Regions from separate parts of the Mus musculus genome. Here all the other regions are linked to region 3. A link is a contact called in public promoter capture Hi-C data. All regions are on one chromosome and are shown on one strand. Each heading gives the region's core, a stretch centred on a gene start, on an enhancer-like site or on the middle of the called end of the contact. The rest is flanking DNA. Distances are from core to core; before and after follow the strand shown. Region 1 holds the start of Erlin2 (ER lipid raft associated 2). Region 2 holds the start of 1810012K16Rik (RIKEN cDNA 1810012K16 gene). Region 3 holds the start of Tcim (transcriptional and immune response regulator).

Region 1 (2,942 bases), core at 309-2,808, 2.6 Mb after region 3:
ACAGAGTGGTGCTTGGGAGGGAAAGAAAGGTGAGAGACTGGAGTTTGGGGATAGGAGAGAGGTGAAGAAAGGGCTCTGGTACCAACATGTAAGAATATGTAAGAGTTGTTTGTAAGGAGAAACAAACACTGAGACTCCAGATGACCTCAAACAGCTGTGGGAGGCTTTATTTATTGTCGGAGAGGTAGATTGTCTAGTTTGGACCACACTCTGACCAGGGCACAGGACCCAGTCACTCAGGAACCAGAGTCCAGGAGAAGGCAGGTCACATGCTTCAAGCCTCAGGTTTTGTAGCTAAGAATCGGGAAGTGGGAGGGGGATCTTTAGGGGCAGAATGGGGAGTTTGCTGGGTCCCTTAGACAAGCTGTTTTGAAACTACTTGGTCTGTTGTCTTCTTCTGCAGCCACTGGGTGTCTGGGATTGGGGGCAGCTGCTTTTCTTCTGCTGTCACCAAACATCTGGCTTCCCGGAACTTTGAATTCAGTTTCAGTGCCTTGGCTTTTGGGAGAAGACAAAGGGGTTCCTTTACTCTTCTTTTCCTGAGTCCTAAAATCGTCGGACATTGACCACTGGCCATCTACTGTACGGAAAAGCCTTTTCATGTACTAAAAGCAGGAGTTAAAGTGGGCACTTCCTGGCCTGCAAACAAAATGACTGCAGTGGCCGGTTTAGAAATTTCCTGCTAAAGAAGCAGATTGGGGATAGAGGACAGCCATAAAGCCCTTAGTTCCAGCCCCAGGACAAAACGGAGAAAAGGCCCAGTATGAATGTCCAAAGGTAACGCTATGGCAGGGTGAGGTCATGTGAGGGCTTTAGGCTAGGAAAAACGTTTTCTTCCTGGTCTGCTATACCCCCCCGGGGGGGGGGGGGTGCAGATGACAGACAAAAGCTCACCATGGCATGTGTTAAGCAAGACAGGAAGCCCGAACTATTAAGGAAATGCTAAGTTTTCAACAACTGCTGTTGACCTCAGCACTCACAGATTTCAGAATCCGTTCATTAAAAATCGGAACAATAATTCCTTGTTAATTACTTTATGTTGCTGTGGGGACCTCAAGGCCAAACAAAGCTCTCAGAAAAGTATAAAGGGCAACTCAGAGTAGGACTGTTGACTGGCGACGTCATAATCTGCACCTTTGAAAGTTTCCTTCGGCTAATGCAGCAGGAAAAGAAGCGAGCAGAAGGACAAGAACGCTGCATCGCATTGATCCCGGCTCCGGAAGAAGAAAAGAAATCCAGCTCGGACTTGAAGCGAAGGAGAATCTCTAGCAACCTCCGAAGCCAGCGCCTCGGAAGGTGATACCAGAGCCTTGGTGTCCGGAGCCCGCTCTGCCAGCCCTGGGCATCCTAAAACCCGCAAGCCTAGGTGCGCAGCCAGTGTGCCAGCTCGCGAGCGTCCCCTGGCGCCACCGCCGAACACTGCGGCTCGCAGCGCGAGGGGGCGGAGCGGCCGGACGAGCACAGGGGTGTGGTGTGGGCGGGGTCTTCTTTTTATTTATTTATTTTTTTTATTTTTTGCGCGCGCGCGGACTGATGGCGTCATCGAAGCGACTGGCCCGGAAGGAAGTAGGGTGCTGAGGGGTGTGGCGGTTTCTACGGTTGCACGGGGGTTCGGCTGTGTACGGAGCGCCTGGAGGGACAGCCTGGTACGCGGCCGCCGCCCCTCCGTGCACGCTCGGCATCGCTGAGGCTCGGGGGGTGGGCGCGGCTGGAGCTGACGTCCTGAGCCCCCTCAGCTCGCCCACCCGGGAGTCCAGTCCCCTGCCCACGGGTCCGAGCGGAAGCTCTCGGCCGTGTCTGCCTCGCGGAGGAGGGCGGGGAAAGGGCAAGAGGTGGCTTTGGGGTGGTAGTGAGGACATTTGCAGAGAGGACACTCCTGCTGCTCGGTAGCTGAAGGCCGCTACGGTAAAAAATAAGTAAATTAGTCAGACCTGAGAGGTGGACTCCGTGCCCTGTGCCCGGTGTGCACGTCCGTCACTGTAGTGTTTTCCAGATCCTTCAGGGTTCAGGAAATGAGTGTCTACATGTAACTCTGTGGCATCTGGGACCCTGGACATTTGGGGACATCCCACCCCACCCCACCCCACCCTCACTTCGGAGTAGTCCAGAGTCTCCAGCCTGAGACATTTCCAGTTTCCTATAACCATGGGGCTTGCGGGGGCAAAGGATATGGGAGAATGTGTTACAGTTTTACATAGAGATCTGTCCCGTTTAAGTCCAAAGGAACAACAGAGAAGGTGGAGGACAGATCAGAGAGAGAATCCTACGTCGGAACTCAGTTGCTTGCTCTTCTCTCTCTCCCTCCCTCCCTCTCTCTCTTCCCCCCCTCAGGGTCCTAAGGGAATGACTGGTGGTTTCCTTCGAAATGGCAGGCAATTAGAAGTAGGAGGCTCTGACCAGAAATACATAGCCACAGCTGCCTGTCATTTGACATCCTCTGTAATTTGGGCCAGCACCCTGCAGCTGCCTCTCTTCCTTACAAGTATAAATGGCTCTGTTGACAACATGTTAACGTGAAGGGGAGAGAAGGCTGTGTTTTGAACCTTGCCCAAATGGCACCAAATCTCTCTTAGGTATAGCTGTTTCTGGAGCTAATGCCCCCTTGCTTCAATGGGAATTATACTTCCACAGTTAAGGAACGGAATGTTGACTGAGAACAAGGACACAGTGAGTTGTAGATCTGGCAAGTAGTGTGTGTGTGTTACAGCAGGCTGCCCCAGAATCACTTTACGTGAGCTTCAGCTTGGTGGCTCTCCTGTACGTCAGGCTACACATTGTCCCATATCTTCTCTCTAGGATACAGGTTCACTGATGGCTCAGTTGGGAGCTGTTGTGGCCGTGGCTTCCAGTTTCTTTTGTGCATCTCTCTTCTCAGCTGTGCACAAGATAGAAGAGGGACATATTGGAGTATATTACAGGTAAGGCAGAGACAGATGGCTCCC
Region 2 (2,901 bases), core at 368-2,867, 2.0 Mb before region 3:
ATGTGTTCATTTGTTTCCTCAGGAACTATTCTTTACTAACTTTGGAGGCATAGAAAAGTGTATCTAATTAGGCAGTCACTATAAATCCAACCCTTTCACATACACCAAATGAAAACATTTCAAGTCCTAGAGAAATAATATGTGCAGAATTAACCTTTAATCCCCCCCCCCCCTCCAAGAGCCAAAGGGACAGTAAGTTTGCTGTGAACTTGAGTCTCCTAGAAATGTTAGAAAGGCCATGAAGTCGCATCAACTTGGGGACAAGACCTACATGAGGATGAAAGCAATAGACACACTAACATGGATAAGGAAATCTCGGGGGAGGGGGTCTCAACCCTTGACAAAGAACTACAAACGAGTAAGGAAAGCTGGGAATGGGGGCATAGTCTTCCCCAGAGTACAGTCCCCAGTTGGTTATCCACCATATAGAGACAAGTAGCATTATATGTCCTGAGAAAAAGAGGCCATGAATTTGAAAGGGGGTAGGGGATATGGTTACACCGAAGGGGTTAGGCGTAGAAAAGGGAAGGGAGGAAATGATGTTAATTACAATTTTAAAAAGATATATTTTTTTAAGTGCTTTCCCGTGCTGGGAATTAAACCTAACTTCCTGCATACCAGGAAAGTACTCTTAACACTTAGCCCCCTTCTCAGGGGTATCTGTCAAATTATAGAAGACAGAAACGCTACTAACAGATGAACCCAGAAAGAATGCACAAGGACCTGAGTATCACCTGTGGCTTGGGGGATATGCAGGACCTGCAAAAACCAGACCGGTCTGCGCGGATTTAAACTAATTTAGGAGCCTGCTGTACCATTTGGAGTAGAAACCCCGAATCCTTTGAGCGTCTCACCCTCTTCCTTCAAACTACCCAGCAGTCCCAGAAACAACGCCGCCGACACAACCACTGGTTCCTAGGGTGCCAGAAAGAACTTCCCGGGTGCTCAGCGCAGGTGAGGCTGCCTTTCGCTAAGGAGGGACCCGTCTGGAGCTGCAGCTGGAGCTGCAGCTGGGCTGCAGAAGGCCGCCTGCCTGCCACCACCATCAATCGAACCCCTCGGGCCCAGCCCGGGACAACCGGGGTGCCAACTACTGCCGCAGCTGCGGAGCGCTTCACCCGGCCTGACCCGGATTCTGCTCTGCTCCGCGCAGCGCGCGCACACTGGCCACCGCGCCCGCCCGCCCGAACCTCCGCGTCTCCCGGGACCCCGCAGCGAGCCCGGTGCGCGCGCCCGGAGCCGCGGCACGTGTGCGGCAGGGCGGGGACTGTCAGCCGCGTTCCCCAGCCGGGCCGGTCGCCCACTCGCTCGCTCCCGCCCGCTCCCGCAGCCTCACCGCCGCGCCTGGCTGTGTCCGGCTCGCCCTCTGCCGCCCGCGCGCTCCGCTGGCGGCCGCGGGCCCCCGGGCAATTTTTAAGGTCGCCCTGTGGGTCCGGCCCTCGGGCCCTCCCTCCTGAGACCCCCTCCACCAGCCCTCCCTCCGGAGGCCACGCCCTCCTGAGGGCCCGCCCTCTCGAAGTCCCGCCCTACCGGCCCTCCCCCACGCGAGGCCCCCTCCGCCCCTCCCTCCCGAAGGCTGGCCAAGGAAACGGAAATCTGCTCTCCTCGCTGACTGCCGAGCTGGCAGCCTCCGGGAGGACTCACCTTGAGGTCTCCCAGCGTTATCCAGCCCCAGGAGGCTGTGGCTTTAACAGTAAATGGAAAGTACTAGAATGGTAGTGGTGAACTATAAGTTCCCTTATGGGCAGCTTTTTAAATCATCTGTTTATTTGTCTACAGACAGGGTCTCGCATAGCCCAGGCTTAACTTGCTATATGGCTGAGGGTGGTCAGGAACTTCCTGATCTTCCTACCTCCCCCTTCCAAGAGAAGGAATTTCAGGTTTGTTCCACCAGGCTTGGATTTGTGAGGTGGCTGGGATGAAACGTGGGGCTTCCTGCATGCTAGGCAAGCGCTCTGCCAACAGAGCTACATCCCTAGGTTTTAGTTGCTTGTCTGATTGTCTATTTTGTGTCGCTTTAGGTTTCATTCTTTCTCCCCTAAGGAAATCCATTCCCAGGAACATTATGGAAAAGACAACAATATAAGCTGCCGCTGCAGGTTTTATAGTTCCCAGCGATATATTCCTGAGGCTTTAATTAGAAGCTCAAAGTGACGCTGGAGTGAGGGCGCAGAGGTAAAGAACCTTTGATACTTATCAACTTGACTCAGCCTAGAATCAGTAGAGGGATTGCCTAAATCCAGTCAGTCTGAGGATGGAAAGGTCCGTAGCAGCAATGTCTTGATCAGTAATTGATGCTGGAGAGCCCAGCCCACTATGGGTGGTGTCATTCCTCTGGCAGGAAGTCCTGGATTGGAGGGGGGAAAAAAGCATCGTCCAGAGATCAACCAAGAAAGTGAGTCGGTAATCTGTATTCCTACATGGCTTCTGCCTTGACTTCCTGCCTTCCGTCAATCTGGAAGAGAATGCCAAATAAACCTTTTCCAAGCTGCAGTTTAGGCAACAGTGTTTCATTGCTGCAACAGAACGAAACTAAAATTCAGTTCTTAGCCCACATCTGGTAGCGCCCAAGTCCAGCGCTGGTGTGTATCCAGCTCCCCCGTCTGGCTTCTGTAAGCATCTGCAGGTTCCTTCAGGGGTACACACACACACACACACACACACACACACACACTACACATAAATAAAATAAATCTTTAAAAAAGAATCATAAAATCAAAAGGAGCAGGGAATACTTAAGAAAACTGTGGTTCACAGGAGTGATAAAACTATCTTTAACTCTAGCCCTATTCAATTGGAAGAGTCTCAGGGTCATGTGACCCCTACACCACCAGCTTCCCACTCCGCTTCAGCCTCCCTATGAGCCTTTTCACGTTTTTAAAGATTCCTTTAATTCTGAAA
Region 3 (3,185 bases), core at 684-3,183:
ACAAACAAAAATAAAATAAAAAACAAAACAAAAATCCAAACCAAAAAAACAAACAAACAACAACAACAAAAAAGAAAAACTTAAAAGAGAAAACTTGGTAGCTTTGCTGAATTTCTGGAAACTTTTTTTTGCCTTTCTATTAAGAAAGCACAGTGGGCATTGGCTTATGCCTTTTTAGAAATGCTTTATTATAAATTATACTGGAATAAGGAGAGAGATATTAATGTTATAATGACCCACAGAAACTTCATCATAATTCACTCGAACTTCAAAACATACCGTTTAGGAAGAAATAAATGGGTATGTATCTGCTGTAGTGACAGAGGAGAAATTTCACGAAAAATGAAGATAGATTATGGATATATAAAAGCAATATTGCCAAATTACTCTGTGGGAAACTCTATGCCATGAAGTTTAAAATGGGGGCGGGGAGAAGGCTCTGTAGACACTTGGCGCTGTAACTTGTTTTGGAAAAGTTTGGCAATCAGCATAAAGCTACTCTGGAAGATTTAGAGTCAACCCCTAGAAAAGTTTACAATGATCAAAATTTACCATCCTATATTTTTCCCTTGGGGACGGATCACCACAGAGCAAAGAGAAGCTAAGTTGATAATAATTTATTAGGGCTATGTATCACTTACAATGCATAATAAATAATTTTAAAAAACCCACAGCATCCTTCTAAAATCCCCCATATTCATTTCCTAATGCTTACTACAGTGTCTGGAGGACATTTAATTAGATTAGATTTTAGCATTAGTCAGAGAGTTTTAAAAAGCACATTCGAAAGTTGTTCACAGTCCTTCGGATTTATGAAGGGCCCCATTATTTCAGCTTTGTGCAAACCATTTTGAAGTGTGTACAAATCCTGTAGAAACATAGCCCATGCTGTGGGGTTTTACTGGGCTGGGCCAGGCATCCAGTTCTTTGACTTTAACAGCAGGGGGTGCACTGTCTTAGCCATTGTATTCAATGCAAGCAGACAATTACTGATCTCTAAAAATCTTGACCAATAAACAGCACGGAGATTTAGCCACATTTTTAAACATTCAGATTTAAAAAAAAAAACACACAAAACTTCAGTAAACCACTTATGCTTCATATTCCTTCTCTTCCCTCCCTCCCCACTTCAATATTTAAAAAAAGAAAAAAGGAAGAAAAGAAAAAAGAAAACAAAATAATAAACCGAACAACAAGAACAAAAACCAAGTTAGGTTTGAGTTTAGTCTTAGGGCCTTGCCAACGGCCCTGGGTGCGTGCACTCAGTCCCCACAAACGCAGTGTTCTGGTCAGTGCCTCCATCCTCTCAGGCTATGTCCTTTCCTGCTGTGAGAGTTCTCAACGCCTGCTGAAGGCACTTGGCTCCCAGTGGGACAGCTCAGGGCTGCAATGAGTTGCAAGTCTGTGTAGCTGGTGAGTTATGTATGTCCCTTTCCATCCTCGGGGTCCTGTCGGAGGAAGCTCTCAAGCCTTTTCGCGGGACACTGCCCGTGCCAGAGCTGGCAGGCTCACTGGGTCTTTAAAGGTCCATTGGTGGATACGCTCTTGCCCAGCCTGCTGTGCTCAGTGTACCTTGATGGAATATTTCCGCAGTTTGAGAAACTGAAGAAGCTTGTCTTTTGTCCTCTTCTTCAGGGCCATGAGGGCTCGAGTTTTCTCCTCCAAATCTTGGTCGATGGCAAAAATGATCTTGGCCCGCTCCTCTGCCTTCTTGTCTCCGGAGTTCCTGAAGAGCCTCTGCAGGGACTCCTGGTCTATGTTCTCAAAGATGTTGCCCACAGCTTTCTTGCGAGCGGCTGTGTCGAAGTGGTAGCCGTGGATGGACGGGCTTACTCGAAGAGACGAGGACATGCTGGTGGCTTGATGGCTTGGCTTGGCTTTCATCGATGTGGGTCTTCCACGGCTCAGCTTGGGCACTTCCAGGGGAGTCTGTTGTAAAAATCGTCCCAGGACGGCTATTTAAAGGGTGAACAAAGCTCGGGACTCAAATTACACTGGTGACGTCACATTGATCCCAGGGAGGAAAAAACCACAGAACATTAACAGTTGCCTTGCCAAAGATCTGGCTCCGGATGCTAGAATGCATTTCAAAGCTTGTTTAGAGATAGCTGGCTACAAGCTTGCCTCTTTACACCTCAGACGGCATTGTGCCTTACAAACTGGCTCTTCCTTCCAGAAGCCGAAATCAGGAGAGAGAGAGAAAAGAAAAGGCTCCAAATCTTTGCCTACGATTGAAACAAGGAGTTCTGCCAAGCTCAACAGAGTTTCAATTAGTACAAAAGTTTTAAAGTGTGGGCCAGACCCTGGCAGCCTAGGTCTGTGTGCCTTTTGCCTGTCCCTATCAGGGTGAGGGTGAGGAAGTCAGAAGAAAAAAAAAAATGCTTGGGAGGACAGGAAGTCTGACTCTGGAGCTAAAGTTTACTGACATGGCTCAGCCCGAAAGCACAAATCTCAAACTGTACCTGAGTGCTGTATGTAATTTCTGCTGGGAACTGCAATTTAAACAGTAATAGCGGCAGATGGTAGCTCCCCAGCTTGTGTAAGTATTGACAGCAACAACTATTCAAAAGCAAGGAGCAAAGGTTAATGGTGGTGCTGTGGGTACTTAATGCCCACAAGGAATGAGCTGATCTTTTGTTTTGAGGGCTACTTTGGAGTCACTCAGCATTATCAGAATGCTGCTATCTTCATTACACGCTTTTAATCTATTACTTTTGCTATCCACAAGACTCAGATACGTACAGCTGTTCTATGCTAAATGTCACCTTCCTCTGACCTAGAGATTCCTCTTTATGATTCAAATCTCTACTCTCCTTTCTGGTCCTCCAAGAAACTAGAATGGACTTTTAATGTTATTTCACTTATAGTCAAGAAAATCACACACCTATAACCCCATCTGTCTTAGAAGGCTGAGGCAGGCTAGCAAGCTGCAGGACAGACTGAACTACACAGGAATGAATGCCCTGTCTCAGAATTAAATTAAATGAATAAAATAGAAATAAAATCATTTATTTTACCTTAATAAAGTTTATGTCTCACTAGGAGAAAGGAGTGAGACATTTTTGCATATGTCAAAACCTTTTGCATTTTTCAAAACCTTTTGTTTTGAAGGCTACTTTGGAATCACTCAGCATAATCAGAATGATGCTATCTTCAACTTTTAATTTATTACTTGAAGATATGAC

The links. Promoter capture Hi-C pulls out the DNA fragments that hold promoters and counts their contacts.
Region 1: a promoter capture Hi-C map of liver shows a contact between it and region 3, with 7 times the contacts expected there. The contact joins the promoter of Erlin2 here to the promoter of Tcim in region 3. A contact is called at or near these places in 2 of 39 promoter capture datasets (both in liver).
Region 2: a promoter capture Hi-C map of liver shows a contact between it and region 3, with 5 times the contacts expected there. The contact joins the promoter of 1810012K16Rik here to the promoter of Tcim in region 3. A contact is called at or near these places in 2 of 39 promoter capture datasets (both in liver).

What each region holds. Positions count from the first base shown.
Region 1 is chr8:27,022,261-27,025,202 of GRCm38.p6, forward strand. Erlin2 (ER lipid raft associated 2) reads left to right here and starts at 1,559. Exons shown (of 12, transcript NM_153592.3): 1 at 1,559-1,646; 2 at 2,797-2,918. The coding sequence starts at 2,812.
Region 2 is chr8:22,397,104-22,400,004 of GRCm38.p6, forward strand. It overlaps 1810012K16Rik (RIKEN cDNA 1810012K16 gene), which reads left to right and starts at 1,618. Exons shown (of 3, transcript NR_045473.1): 1 at 1,618-1,880; 2 at 2,044-2,175; 3 at 2,342-2,488. It overlaps Slc25a15 (solute carrier family 25 (mitochondrial carrier ornithine transporter), member 15), which reads right to left and starts at 1,518. Exons shown (of 7, transcript NM_181325.4): 1 at 1,337-1,518.
Region 3 is chr8:24,437,013-24,440,197 of GRCm38.p6, forward strand. It overlaps Tcim (transcriptional and immune response regulator), which reads right to left and starts at 1,934. Exons shown (of 1, transcript NM_026931.3): 1 at 160-1,934. The coding sequence starts at 1,884. The coding sequence ends at 1,564.